5 separate regions of the Sus scrofa genome follow, and all the other regions are linked to region 2. Evidence: chromatin contacts called from public Hi-C and promoter capture Hi-C data. All regions are on one chromosome and are shown on one strand. Each heading gives the region's core, a stretch centred on a gene start, on an enhancer-like site or on the middle of the called end of the contact. The rest is flanking DNA. Distances are from core to core; before and after follow the strand shown.

The links. Promoter capture Hi-C pulls out the DNA fragments that hold promoters and counts their contacts. A called contact is a pair of places that touch in the nucleus more often than the background predicts.
Region 1: a contact with region 2 is called in a promoter capture Hi-C map of liver, with 7 times the contacts expected there. The contact joins the promoter of DCTN6 here to the promoter of GTF2E2 in region 2. A contact is called at or near these places in 2 of 5 promoter capture datasets (fetal skeletal muscle and liver), 3 of 47 Hi-C or Micro-C datasets (heart right ventricle, liver and skeletal muscle) and 1 of 2 datasets of contacts at active chromatin or transcription factors (alveolar macrophages).
Region 3: a Hi-C map of liver shows a contact between it and region 2, with 4 times the contacts expected there. The contact joins the promoter of SARAF here to the promoter of GTF2E2 in region 2. A contact is called at or near these places in 2 of 47 Hi-C or Micro-C datasets (heart right ventricle and liver) and 1 of 2 datasets of contacts at active chromatin or transcription factors (alveolar macrophages).
Region 4: a promoter capture Hi-C map of fetal skeletal muscle shows a contact between it and region 2, with 3 times the contacts expected there. The contact joins the promoter of RBPMS here to the promoter of GTF2E2 in region 2. A contact is called at or near these places in 2 of 5 promoter capture datasets (fetal skeletal muscle and liver) and 1 of 47 Hi-C or Micro-C datasets (liver).
Region 5: a Hi-C map of liver shows a contact between it and region 2, with 4 times the contacts expected there. The contact joins the promoter of WRN here to the promoter of GTF2E2 in region 2. A contact is called at or near these places in 4 of 47 Hi-C or Micro-C datasets (heart right ventricle, liver and skeletal muscle).

What each region holds. Positions count from the first base shown.
Region 1 is chr15:54,894,420-54,897,175 of Sscrofa11.1, reverse strand. It overlaps DCTN6 (dynactin subunit 6), which reads left to right and starts at 1,293. Exons shown (of 7, transcript NM_001167644.1): 1 at 1,293-1,315. The coding sequence starts at 1,293.
Region 2 is chr15:54,443,068-54,445,767 of Sscrofa11.1, reverse strand. It overlaps GTF2E2 (general transcription factor IIE subunit 2), which reads right to left and starts at 1,288. Exons shown (of 9, transcript NM_001244861.1): 1 at 1,092-1,288.
Region 3 is chr15:54,932,608-54,935,307 of Sscrofa11.1, reverse strand. SARAF (store-operated calcium entry-associated regulatory factor) reads right to left here and starts at 1,318. Exons shown (of 6, transcript XM_001924775.4): 1 at 983-1,318. The coding sequence starts at 1,085.
Region 4 is chr15:54,723,989-54,726,908 of Sscrofa11.1, reverse strand. RBPMS (RNA-binding protein with multiple splicing) reads left to right here and starts at 1,496. Exons shown (of 9, transcript XM_021074872.1): 1 at 1,496-2,101. The coding sequence starts at 2,036.
Region 5 is chr15:54,093,347-54,096,046 of Sscrofa11.1, reverse strand. It overlaps WRN (Werner syndrome ATP-dependent helicase), which reads left to right and starts at 1,374. Exons shown (of 35, transcript XM_021075787.1): 1 at 1,374-1,681. It overlaps PURG (purine-rich element-binding protein gamma), which reads right to left and starts at 1,006. Exons shown (of 3, transcript XM_003359494.4): 1 at 851-1,006; 2 at 1-553. The coding sequence starts at 547.

The DNA.
Region 1 (2,756 bases), core at 44-2,543, 450 kb before region 2:
AAAAGTCAGCAGAGGGCAGGTGGAAGCGTTTTGGGCTGAGATTCAGCCTGGCTTCTTGAAGAAGAAAAATGTGATTAGAGGAAGAGAAACATGAAATTAAAGAAATAGGGGTCTCTGGATCAAGCTCAGAGACAGGATATGGAAGAGTTCGGATTTTTAAAGGAATGGTAAGTAAAATAACTGAATTTGGTTTTTGTTTTGGGGTTTTTTGTATTTTTGACTTTTCTAGGGCCGCTCCCGCGGCATATGGAGTTCCCAGGCTAGGGGTCTAATCGGAGCCACAGCCGCTGGCCTACGCCAGGGCCACAGCAACGCCAAATCCAAACCGCGTCTGCGCTCACTGCAACGCCTGATCGTTAACCCACTGAGCAAGACCAGGGATCAAACCCGCAACCTCATGGCTCCTAGTCGGATTCGTTAACCACTGCGCCAAGACGGGAACTCCTGAATTTAGTTTTTAAAGGATGATTTTAGCTGCAGAAAAATGGCTTGGATGGGGGGCAGGAGGGGGATGGAAGCCTGATTTTAGAGGTCCAGGGTGAAAGAGGCAGACTACAGGGGAGAGTAGTAGCAGAGACTGGATTAGAGAGGTGGTAAATTTATGCAAAGTGTAGAATGAGATGTAGAACCAGAAGAACTTGCCGAATTAATTAAATACGGAGAGGTGAGGATGACTCGGACTTTTCGGTTTGAGCAACTGGGTGAATGGTGGATTCCTTTAGTGAGACAGAGATCCAAGGACCAACTGGTTGGAGAGAAGGCGAGGGCATTAAATCAAAAGCTCTGTTCTGGACATTTTAGATTTGTTAAGACCGTGAAGCATTCAAGTGGACACGTTAAATAGGCACTCGAATAATCAGGTGTGAGACTGGGCAAAGACGACACAACTAGCGCTGCTAACCTGAGGACAGCCTACAGAGGATGCTTAATTTATGGCAATAATGACCTCACGCTGAGAGGGAAAAGGGCCTCAAAGTTTAGCAGGAGGATCTTTAAAGAAAGGAGATGAGAGTGACTATTGCGGTATAATGAGGTCACAGTGAAGTGCGCTGGATCGGACTAAATCCGAGTCCATCGATCCCCTGGCTGTGCTAAACCCAGCGTAGAGCCACCAACCACACCAGCAAAGGACAACCGAAAAACCAGAGCTGACCCCGCCCACGCCGCCATGCCCCTAGAGCAGCCCCCAGGCTCCGCCCCCTCCCGATTCTGCCAGGCTCTGCAATCGCTCGTAGAAATCATCGCTTTGCCCAGGAGGTTGTGTCGATCCAATAGGAGCCGGGGGCCAAACCATGGCGGAGAAGACTCAAAAGAGGTGGGTCTGCTGTTTGAGAAAAAGTCTTTCTCTCCTCTCCGCAGGGGTGGAACCTGTTTCTGGTCGCCAGAGGTGGGGATTGAGGTGGTGTTTTATTCCAGGCGCCCGGCCTGGGTGGTTCCTAAGGCTCAGAGCCCACGTCTGCGGAGGGAGGAGGCGAAGGAGTCGGGGTAGGGAGGCCGGGGAAGGGATGCAGAGTCCGTGGCGGGAAGGTATTTGCTCTTCGTCCTTCGGCAGCCTCTCGGGTCTCCTCCTCAGCGCTCCTGCGCCGAAGGGGTCTCGGGAGGGGCCGCCACCCAGGACTCGGAGATACCTTCCTCTTCCTTTGCGCTGCGCTTCGGAGGCCTGGAGCTGCCGGGTGTCCCCAGACGCCACAGGAGTGCTGGCCGCTCCCCAATCCCTTCCTCCCTATCGTGGACGCTGTATATTTGTGTAGACGAACTCTCGGCCGCTTGTCAGAAAGGGGGCCACCACTGGGCCAGAACTAGCCGCTTCGTAAACGTGTGGGGATAGACTCCGGGGCTGCTTCTCTAGCGGCCCTCCTTGCTGGCACTGTTGGTGAATAGGAACGGCTTGGATGGGAGATGGACACCTTTAATAAGTCAAACTGTTTCCCAAAGCAGCAGTGTTGAGCACCATCTGCTGACTATTCCTGAAAAAGAAAACCGACAGACCTTGTTTGGGGTGCCATAAACTAACATTTAGGCTTTTCTTCTGTTTAGGCAGGTAGCTCTCATCTTGTTCATAAAGCCTAAGAGGAGATCTTCTAGGAATATTCTGTACGTTTTATCTGTACGGAATATCTGGTAGTGTGCAGTGGGGAGGAGGGTGTTGATGGTTATTTTAATAGTTAGGTCCTTGGCTAAGCCTTCTTCCAGCTGCCTGCTCTCCCCTGCGCGTCACTTCCAGGTGCCTCGGAGTCTACACGGAGATATTTCCACCATGTTTTAGTTGGTCTAGTGGTGAACTTATAACTGCCACACAAAGAAGTATGCTGATTGTCCCATACACTACCTGAGGTCTCTTCGTTGGGCATAAACTGAAGACATGAGTCTCTCCCATTCTCGCTTGCCCAGGATATGTTAAATGTTATAAATAGTGTCTTTTTTCCCCAAAAAGTTCATAAAGGGAGGCTGAGGGAATAAACACTGAAATGGGAAATCGTATCTAAAATGAGATATTTTAGGAGCTCTCCTTTGGCCCAGGGGGTTAAGCATCTGGGTTTGTCCCTTCAGACACTTGGGTGGCTGCTGTGCTGCAGTTGGGTAGGGAATTACAACATGCCTCTGGCGTGATGCCACCCCCCCCAAAAAAAAAAGATTTTATGGAGTTAAGCTTATTTGGCCAGGGTTTAATGAAATTGCTTTTTTAAATGTGTAAACCCACTTTAAAGGAAAGGTATCAGAGAAAAGGCATTTATAAATGACTATACATTTAAGGG
Region 2 (2,700 bases), core at 39-2,538:
GCCATGATGGGAACTCTGCTTTATTCCTATTTTAACACGTAAAATCTGAAGTGAAAAGAGGACATGATTAAGGTCACACAGCTGAAAGAACAGAACCAGGAATGGAACTACTGTGGTTCCCCAATCAGGTGTTCCTTACTCCAGACCTGAAATGATGGTATATGGCCTCCAAAACAAAGACGACCTGTGTGGTATGGGTAACGTTTAATGGCACCTGGAACAGAAGGCTTAATATCTTCCACCATCATATGCTCCATCTAACTTTTGCTCCTTTTTTTCAGACTACTCAGTATCTATAGGGTTTGACATGTACTGAACTGTGTGGCAGACAGGAGACATCACCCTGACCATTTTACATTAAACAATACAAAAAAAACAACATGGCCACAACTGAGTTCACGTGTTCTTCCACTGAGACGCCAAAAACGAATGAAAATCTGCTGGCTCCAAAGCCCACATTCTTTCCACTTTTTCATTTGACGTCAACTTTTCTACTTTTCCTCTCTTGCCTCTTTGCCTGGTGCCAACATGGCTATGAATAGCCGGCAAGCTGAGAACACAGACTGCTTACCTCTTAAATAACAGAAATGTTGAGGCGAACGGCAAAAAAAAAGTACAGCAGCGATTTGTTTTGGAAAACAAACTTTGCAAAAACAACTATTACAACTCTAAGTTTAGAAATCCTTCCAAACAATGTCTCCCAAAGGCAGGTGGAAAAAGAAAAAAAAAAAAAAAGTCCGTGAAGGGGCCTGAAATCACAGCCTTTAGTTAGCCGGACAACGTGGTTCCCCAAACTCCACACGCCGGGATGGTGCAGCTACTGCTAATATGAACTTGAAGGCTAAGCAGAGGCACAATCGGCTCTCAGATTCGAATTTCCCCTCTTTCCAACCCAAAAGTTTTCTCAGTGAACCCCCAGCCTAAAAGACAATGCTCCCGAGAAGTTATTACCGGGTTTAAGATCTTCGCGGAGGGAAGGGCAGCTCCAGCCTCCCGCGTGGTGGGAGACCCGCTCACCCCCGGGAGGAGGCGGCCCGCGGGAACAACAGGCCGGGGTTCTGCGCCCCTCACACAGCCGCCGCAGCACCCACCTGAGCCAGGAGGGCCGTCCCACACGCCTCCGCCGCGACCAGCCACCCACGCCCGCTTGGCCGCCGCTTCCTGTTCGTCGTCAGCGCCCCCGCCCGCACGCCCGCCCAGCGCTGCCCCGCCAGGTCGGGGTCCTAGCACTGGCGGCGGCGGCGGCGGCGTCCGAGGAGGCGACTCGGCCCCGGGCTCCGCCCGCCACTTCCTGATCTTACGGCTCTGAACTCAGTCCCGGCAGCCACCGCGGCGGCGCGGCGGCCGCAGAGAACGCGCGTGCGTCATCACGTGCCCCGCCTGGGTAGAGCTGAGGGGGTCAACCAGCTGGGGCGTCCCGGATCTCCTTGACAGCCCGAGAGAGGCTGGGGGCGGGACTTTGATGGGAGTACTGAAGACGCTGCCAAGAGGGAAGAAATTTTTCTTTTACAGGAGTAGAAATATGAAGCTAATAGATCCTCCTGCAGCGTGCGCTGGGATCTGCTCAATTCGAGTGACGACGAGAGTTTTCAAGTTATTGTCTACAGGTGTTCTGTGACTTTACATCAAATGCCAATCACCATCACCTAAACGTCAAAAGAACATTGACGTTTTACAAGCGAGGAAGCAAGAAAGCAAGTGAAACTAAATGGTGTGCTCAAGACAGCACAGCTAGCAAAGGCAAATCCTGTCCTGAAGTCCAGTTTCCGAACTCCTAACCACTACCCCTGTGAACCCTCTTAGAAAAGGATTTTGGATTGAGACGCAGCATAAAGGGGTAGAAATAAAGCGACGAAAAAGATTGGCTTTGTGCACAGCCAGCAATGTGTTTGCGGTGTCAGATTTTCTGTAACTCTCCTTTCCTAACTCTTATAACCTGAAGCCAGTACCCAACTGTTCTGTGGCTGTCCTTTAACTGGTTACTCCTCACCTTACTTAACCTGTTTCAGTTTTCTCATCTGGTAAATGGGAATAACAATTGTCCTAGCACAATGGGTTACTTGCATTGGACTCTTGGGAAGATTGAATGAGATAATACGTAAATTTTTTTATTTTTTATTTATTTATTTATTTATTTTTGTCTTTTGAGGGCCGCATCCATGGCACATGGAAGTTCCCAGGCTAAGGGTCAACTCAGAGCTACACCACAGCCGCAGCACCTCAGCATCTGATCTGTGACTAAGACCTTCACCACAGCTCACCGCAATGCTGGATCCTTAACCCACAGAGCAAGGCCAGGGATGGAACCGCGTCCTCATGGATACCAGTTGGGTTCGTCAACCACTGAGCCACGGCGGGAACTCCGAGATAATATGCAAATTTTTATTCAAAACTTGGGAATAGGAGTTCCCATTTGTGGCTCAGTAGAAATGAAAATAAAGCCAAAAGATGATTGTGTGGCTTTTTTTTTTTTTTTTTTTTTTTGTCTTTTCTTGGGCCGTTCTCGCGGCATATGGAGGTTCCCAGGCTAGGGGTCTAATCGGAGCTGTAGCCACTGGCCTATGCCAGAGCCACAGCAACGCGGGATCCGAGCCACGTCTGCGACCCACACCACAGCTCACAGCAACGCTGGATCCTTAACCCACTGAGCAAGGCCAGGGATCAAACCCACAACCTCATGGTTCCCAGTCGGATTCGTTA
Region 3 (2,700 bases), core at 69-2,568, 490 kb before region 2:
AAGGAGTACTCAAAGTCAAGTACTTACAAATAGTGCCTTCTCTCTCATTTTAACATTTAAGAATAAAATAAGAAACTACAGAAAAATCTGTTAAGTTCAAAAACACAGGCATTTCCTCTCACCAAGTCATGATTGCAACATTAGTACACATTCCATACCTCAACATCTTTCCTTTCCAAACCAAAAATGATGTTTTCATAGTTTAAGTCATTTTTTTACATCACTCCTATTTAAAGCATACATCATTTATTAAATGGAAATCTGTATTATGTGTACATACATACACACACAATATTAATTACACGGAATACTATCGATCCCATAAAAATTTGTTAGACAAGTCTAATAACATAGTGATATAAAAGAAACTTTTCCCTAGAAATCACTTACCGTGTACCATCACACACACAAAATTTTTTTTTAATTCAATGGGAAAAGCTGGTGTAACGCAATGTACTTTGCTGTAATAGAATAAACAGCACAACTTGTGCTCAGGTAAACAGTACAGTTTATGATTCTGCTAACCGACTTCCAAGGTTTGCAGCCCTGTTCACTAAGTGTGACTCAGAGATTGCCGGTGCCATGGCAACTCTCAGGTGTAGCAACAGGCAGCCAAGAGAACAGCCATGACATCAGACACTCTTGACAACAAAACAAGAGGCGCAGGTGAGGGACGAGATTTCCAGCCAGACTCAGGGGATGAGGGGTGTAGCCCGAGGAAGGAAAAGGTGGGCAAATTCTAGGAATCCAGGGAAGGGAGATGGGAACATTAATTACATTAGATCGTCCCGCCCCGCCCCGCCCCGCCCACTCCCCAACAGTCTACACTTGTCTGGGAAGAGCAAAAGATCCAGGCAGGACAGAGATGAACAGCGAAGAGGATGGAAATGAGCAAATAGGGTAGAAGGGATATGGTCCCCAGCCGGGGTCCTCTCAGCGCCTGCCGAAGAGAGCAAGAGGAGGGAGTGAGGGCAGCACTCACCAGGGTCGTTCCAGCCCCGGGTAGGGCCCGCGATCAGCAGAAGCAAAAGGAGACCGAAGAAAGGGCAGCATCTGGTCGCTTTCGGCCCGCCGGCCGCCGCCATGGCGCTTGGTGAAGATGGCGCGCAGCTGCGGGGTGCTCGCGGGCCAGAACACCAGGCTGCGGAAATCCGCGAGGCCCTACGCAACGAAACTGCAGCTCGGGCCGCGGAGAGAAGACGATCTCTCCGTAGACCCGCAGCCTCAAGGAAGGTCGGTGCGCCTGTCTAACGTCACTGCCGCTGAGGCGCGTGGGGGAACAGGAATGGTCGAAGCTTGGCCCCGCCCCAGGGGCTCAGAGCCGCTGAGGGCGGTGGTGGGGGCAGGGTGGTGGTGGGGGCGGGGCGGGCCGCGTTAAGGGCGGAGCCAAGGGCGAGAAGCAGGGCCTGGGGGCGGGGCCGCGGGCCGGCCTCCTGCGGATTCACGGTGAAGGTGCTGTGGTTGAAGAGAGTGAAACCATCGCAAAGCAAAAGCTAATGTAGTTAAGTGATGTATTTACAAAACCTCAATAACCTTCCAGAGGAAAGTTACTGTGCCTTAATCAACTTTATGGCTTCAGCACTTAGCATAATTCGTGTTCTATTAGTTTGCTAAATACATAGGAGATTTAAAGAGAGAGAGCGTGGAAATATATTGTCTAGTTTCAGAAGCTCAGAACTTTTATACATTTCCTCCAACGTGGAGGCAGTGGGAATTTACAAGATATGAGGAGTAAAAACTAACACCTAAAGAAAGAACCAGCCAGACAAAACTGTTCTAAGAATGCGTAAGAATTATCTTTGAGGTCTGACATGTCTGGGGGAGAATTCCTTCATTCATTACTTCAACAAATACAGGATGAATGCCTAGTATGTGTCAGGTGCTATTTTAGGCTGGAGGCGACACCATCCTTGAACTCATGGAGCTTACATTGAGGAGAAATAGGACAAACAAATTACATACTAAGTTAGTAAATGAAGATGAAGTGATAAGTGCACTGATGGAAATAAAATAAGATGATACAAAGAGACTGGGAGACAATCAGGGAGGACCTTGCTGAGGAAGTGATTTTGAAGCTTTGAGACCTGAATGATGGGAGAATATACAGATCAGGGGAAGAGGTTTCTCCACCTGAGGAACAGTGGATGCAAAAGCCCTAGCTTTGTGTTTTGAGGAACACCGTTCACTAATTTGATGAGTATCTTAATATATTTAGTACCTACCACTACCTAACAGTACCTGCAGGCACTGTTCTAGGCACTGGAGATTCTGCAATGAATGAAACAAAATGTAGTGGTTGGAAGAGGCAAACAAAGCCAGTACAACTGAGGCAAAGTAAACTTGGAGAAACGTGGAACAAGAGAAGGCGTAACAGTGGTGGCTTGGAGTGGGACTGAAATAAAGATAACCACATGTCAGGTTCAAGGTAACTGTCAAGACCCAAGCAGATGTCAAATAGACACTTGGATATACAAGTCTGGACTTCAAGGTAAGGTAAACTATGCAGTTGTTATCAAAATAAAAATAGTATTTAGTGCTACAGGAAGAGATACAATACATAGGATCCGGCATTGCTGCAGCTGAGGCATAAGCATAGGTCACAATTGCAGCTTGGATTCAATCTCCGGCCCAGGAACTTCTGTATGCCATGGGTGCGGCTGGTGCGTGGGGGGGGGGGGGGGGGGATTACAGCTTTACAAA
Region 4 (2,920 bases), core at 247-2,746, 280 kb before region 2:
TGTTGCCTTGGAGTCGTCTGGGGTATCTCGTCTCCACCGACACCACTTTTAATGCCCTAAAAGCAGAAGCCTTATCTTCAATTTCTGCCGCCATCCCATCCCACTTCTAGGAGCACTTAAACCAGTTAAGGGTAAAGAATGTGGGGTGGGGGAGGGGCGGGGTCAAGACAAACAGTGAAGCAAGCAAGCTGATTAGAAATTGTGATTGGTGCGGTGCGGGGAGAGAATTCCTAGGAGTGAGAAGTGAGAGAGAGCCTACCGAAGTTTGGAGGTTTAAACTTAGGTGTTTGTAGCAGTCACTTGAGTGGAAAGCATAAATGACACCATATTGGAAAAGTTCTGGATGGCTCAGGAAAAATGGAAATTTCCTTCATAAAGCCAGTTTCCATGTATTGTAAACTTAACTGGGTCAGAATGGGTGCCAGGTGCTATAGTTTTATCTATCAACCGATAATCTCCTCTAATAGCAAACTCCTGGGCGATAAATAGAACTCCTAGTTCACAGAGAAGGAAACGGAAACCAAGGCAGTTCTTCCTTCCAAGCCTGGTGCGTAAACAAGCGTTGTGCACTGACCTAGATGCCGGGTCTCCCTTCGTCTCTAAGCTGCTCTGACCCTCTGAATATCTTGTCTTGTCCTCCAGCTTGTCTAGCAGTGAGGAACATTTCCCTCGGCCAACAAATATTTATTGAGTGCGTACTATACACCACGTAGCCTATTAAAAAAACCCAACAACCCAAACCAAACCCGTGGGATTTGAAAGGTAAAGAGGGCTGGGTCTTGCCTTCCAAGAAGGATCTCTTCAGGAGAGTAAGAGAGGCAGCCAGGTAAACAAATAATTCCAGGATAGTCAGATAAGGGCTCTAGAGGAGTCTGAACAGGGGCCAGCCGGTGCGGGGAGGCTGGAAAGGTTTTTGAGGACCCGGCGTCGGACGTGGGTCTGAGGCTGTGCCCTGAAAACGCTGGCCTGGAGTGGGCTGCCCCCGGATGTCACTCGATTTCTCGCATCCTGTCATTTCAAGCTGCCGACTAGGAGAGGTAGAACCAGGTCTAAGCTGGTATTGAAAAGGCGGGGTAGGGGTGCGAATGCCTCGTGAAGAGTAAAGGAGCAAAAGTGACAACTCACACTCCCCGGTCCCCGCGCGGGCAGGGCCGGGCTCCCCGAAGCCCCTCTTCAAGGGAGTGCAGCGCCCGGCTGGGCCACCGGGGCCCCCAGGGGCAGGGCAAACGGGGGACCTAACCTTTCTCCTCTCCCCTCTTCGGCCCTCGCCCAGCGACCTACCGCGGAGTCGGGGGCTCGGGTCGGTCGCTTCCGCCCGGCGCGCGCCATCCGGCCGCCTGGCAGCAGCCCTCCGCGCAGCCCCTCCTCCTGCGGGGGGCTTTGCCGTCCCGCGTCCCGTCCCTCCGGGCTCTAGCCTGCAGCCCACATCCAGGGAGGGCGGAGGGAGGAGGAGGAGGGGAGGGAGGAGAGAGGGGAGGAGGAAGGCAGGCGAGAGAAGGGGAGCTGCTTGGAGCCCGTACTTTCCAGAGCCAGCCAGGAGCGCGCACTCAGCGGCTCTCCGGGTCCCAGCCGCGCCCCGCTACCCCGCACCTCCTCCTCCTGCTCCTCTCCGGGTACCCCTCGCCCCCTCCTTCCAGCAGCTGCTACCTCGGGCGGCGGCTGCCCCCGAGCCTCTACTCAGCCACATCCCCAACTCTGGGCTCACTCCTGGGACGCGCGTCCTCGCCCCATCCTTTCTTCCTTCCTTCCCTCACGCCCGCCCGCCCTCTCCAGGTCTCCCTCCTGGGTCCCGATTGTCTCCGTCCCCTTCTCTGTCCGCCGGCGCCTAGCCCTGCCCCGTCCTCTCCCTCGCACTTCCTGAGTCGCCCGCCGCCGCAGTCTCGCCGCGGGACCCCGAGCCGGAGCCCCAGCCAAGCCGCCACAGCCCCGGCTCCAGCCCCCGCTGCCCGCGGCGCCCGGGGAAGGGAAAAGTGGGCGAGCTCGCCCTCGCCCAGCCCCGCGCCCCAACCCTGCCCGGCGAGGGAGGACCGGGAAGATGAACAACGGCGGCAAAGCCGAGAAGGAGAACACCCCGAACGAGGCCAACCTTCAGGAGGAAGAGGTACGGTGAGGTGGTGGGTACGGGCTGGGACGGCAGCCGCGGGTCTTTTCCAAAGTGCCGGCGGCTGGCGGGGCGCGGGTCCCCGGGCGCCGGGCTGCGCCGGGGAGGGGGCGCCGCGGTCGAGGGTTTGGGAATCGTCCTGGCTCCTTGAAGCAGCCCCAGGCTGTGGCCCGGGGAGAGTGTATCCTCACCGAGTGTGTTTTTGTGGGTCCACGCGCGTCTGTGTGCCTACAATTGCGTAACTTTGAGGACTTTCCTGAGACCTTTTGTAAGTATAATGCCCAGCTTTGTTTGCACCGGATTTTAAAAGCGGAATCGAGAGCTGACTCCTGGGTGACCTCAGATTATTGAGACCGGGAGGGTCAGCACTTAGTTCTGCGTCTGGGGCTGGAAGTTGTGGGGTGTGTTTGTGTGGTTTAAGGAAGAAACTCGGGGAAAGTTCTCCTTAAAAGACTCCTTCGGTTCCCTGCCCCCTCCCTTTCAACGTGAAAAGTTTCTTAGTGAAATATCTTTCCAGCTGAGGCATTTTGGATTAATAGATAACTCATCAGCCGCATTCTTCTCTGATGAGTCTAAGACCCCAACCTGAGTAATTAGGTTTTGTAAATTTAGGGGCGTTGCGGTTGTGGGGAACAGAAGACGAGAGTTTCAAACTTTGCAATTCATTAAGTGATCATCCAGGCTATTTTAATGGAACTTGAACGTCTGAGCGTAAATTTTGTGGTGGGTCTGTAACAAGGATAAAAATGTTGCAGCTGAGGAGCGTTCCTTTGGTAGAAAAAAAAAATTCAGTAAATGTAGAAGGGAACTCTAGAACAA
Region 5 (2,700 bases), core at 125-2,624, 350 kb after region 2:
TATTGTCCCTCTCTATGTAGTCTGTCTTGAGGACACTGTGAGGATGCTCTTCGGACCCTACAGAGACTGGTGGGGAGGGTGCTGAGTGCTTCTGTCTCCTCCTGGAGCTTTGCTCTTTGCCGTGACCATGCTCTTGTCGGTGGCCTTTCAGGCCCAGGTGGGCATAGTGCTCGATGAAGTCCCCTAGGCAGTCCTTCAGCTCCGCTGCCACAGACAGGGAGAGGGTCAGTTTACTCTTTCTGATATTGTCTTGCCGGCCTCTCCCTATCCAGACTTCGGCTATCTTTAGGAACCGGCCCCGGGAGCTTTGCTTCACGTCTAGGTAAAACCTTTTTTTCTGGATGTCCACTCGTTTAGAGGCCAGCTCCTGGATTTCGGCGGCGCCCCCAGCCTGACTAGGGGTGGCTGAAGCCGCGTAGTGGGGGTAGTGGGGGTGCTGGGCCTGGGGATAGAGTCTACTCTTGCTTAGGCCAGAGCCCCCTACATTCTTGCCGCCGCGGCCACGGCCGCCGCCGCCGCCGCCTCCCCTTCGCCTGGCTCTTTCCATCTTCAGCTGCAAGTGACAAACAGACACACGGGGTGGGGTGGGGGAGGGGTGTTGAGAACAATCGCAGACGCCCCTCGGCCTGGGCTGCCCCAGCCTCCGCCCGGGACCCCCACACCGGGCCGCGCTTTGCACTGTGCCGGCCGCCGCAGCGCCGGGCTCCCGCCTCTACCGGACGAACGGTGGCGGCGGGCGGAGTCTCCCGGCTCCGCACCGGGCACACAACATCCCTCCGCGGCCCCTGGCCTCCCGCTCCCGCTCGCCTCGGGCTCAGCAGCCCCGGGTCCCCAGCCAGCAGACACTCACATCAGCACTGCCATCACCGCCGCCGCCGCCGATGCCCTTCACGACCGCCGCCGCCAGCTCTCGGCCCCTCTGTAGCAGCCGCCGCCCCCTGCCTGCTCCCCCGCCGCCGCTCGCACCGCCCCCCGCCGGAGCAGCCAGGCAGGGGCATCGCCTGCGGCGCCCGCCGCCGCCGCCCCTCCTGCGGCCGCTGCGGGGGCCGCCGCGGGGGCCGCCGCCTCTCTTCGGGCTCCGGCCCGACGCCCGCCGGGGAGGGTAAGGAGGGCGGGGAGGGGGGCGGTGGGAGGCGGGCAGTGGACCCCGCCTCTCCAGCACAGCCGGCTGAAGGGAAGACTGGGTCTCACGCTTTCCCTTGGGGCGCGCCCTGACTGAAGCCCAGCGCGAGGTGACTGGACAGGTATGAAGATGGGAATAAGGACCGGGGCGGCGAGAGAGTTCTGACTTCTTCAGGTTCCGCTGGGAACTGGTACTCTGGCGGCCCACCGGCACCTGCGCGGAGACTACACTCCCCGAAGTGCACAGCAGCGTCGAGTCCTCTGCGCATGTGCGCCGCGTAGCCATCTGGGCTGTGGTGGGCGGGGTTGTAGCACAGCGCCTCCGGAGAGGAGGACTGGGGGCGGGGCGGACCCTGGAGAAAGGTTTGGGGAAGATCTATGTCCCAGAAGTGACGTGTACTCTGTGCGCCTTGACGCTCAGGCGTGTGCTCCTCAGCGCGGGAACAAAGTCTGTTCAATTGATGACTATCCTGGATTCCTGGGTTCCAGGCCCCAGTGTTGGGGCGCTGCTCAAGTCATCCAGCTGAAGGGAAATCCTGTTGAACTGGCTCTTCTCAGGGTAACGTGTCCTCCCTCTTCCTACTTCCAGCTCCAGACCCTGGGGTATCGTTCTAGCCTTCTCCTACACTGGAGGTGCTCAGTCCGGCAGAGCAGGCCTCTGGGCTGTGTGTAGGAGATCCCTCCTTCCCCTTTCCACCTTTCGAGCTTAGCGGTAAAGAACCTCGTCCTCCCGCAGGCCTTCTTTGAGCTGCTGTGAGCAAAAGTGTGCTTCCACGCTCCTCTCGCTTTAGCTTGTGCAGCTGATTGGTTACCTGTTGCGTGCGTTTAGGAGCCTGTTCTAACTATATGGTCTTCACTGCTGCAGAAATTCAGCCACTCCATGTTTACACAACATAGTCCAGGGAAATAACCCATTTTGTCTAATGTAACAAACTATTTTGGAGTTTTCGAGTTCAAAGTATTCAATCTTTAATGGTTTGGGTTTTTTTTTTTTTCTTTCTCCTGGTTGAATTTGAGTTGATTTCTGGGTATGTTTGAATATGTAAAAATTCTCCCCATGGAAGGGAATATTAAAATCCTTAGGATGCTAATTTAGTAGTCTTTAAGTTAGCGTGTAGGAGAAACTGTCCCAATAAAAATGTAGAAAGGAGAGACTCTGGCCATGATGACTAAGCAAAGTCCATCCAACTGCCCCAACCACCCCTCCCCACACATCTGCTTCTGTCAATTTGTTTCCACATCCACTACCTGCCTGACGTCACTCCGGTCCAACTAGCCAAGGATGGACCTGGAAGAAGTAGCCCATAAAAGCCTTGTGAAACCCTTCTTCCGGGCTCAGACACTGGAGATCGATCTCCTCCGAGCCGGCCGGCGTAATAAACCTGAGTTCTCCAACTCTCCGAGTGCTCGCTTGGTTTCTTGCCGGGTAAAAGAGCTGATCCACTGCAGCCAGAGCTGCTGGAGCTAGTAGGCTACAGCCACAGGGCTGTCTCCAGAGCTGATACGCTGCAGCGCAGGGCTGCTGGGTAGCTGCCGTAACATTTCTGGAGGCCCCAGCAAGATTCCAACCGTTCTGGC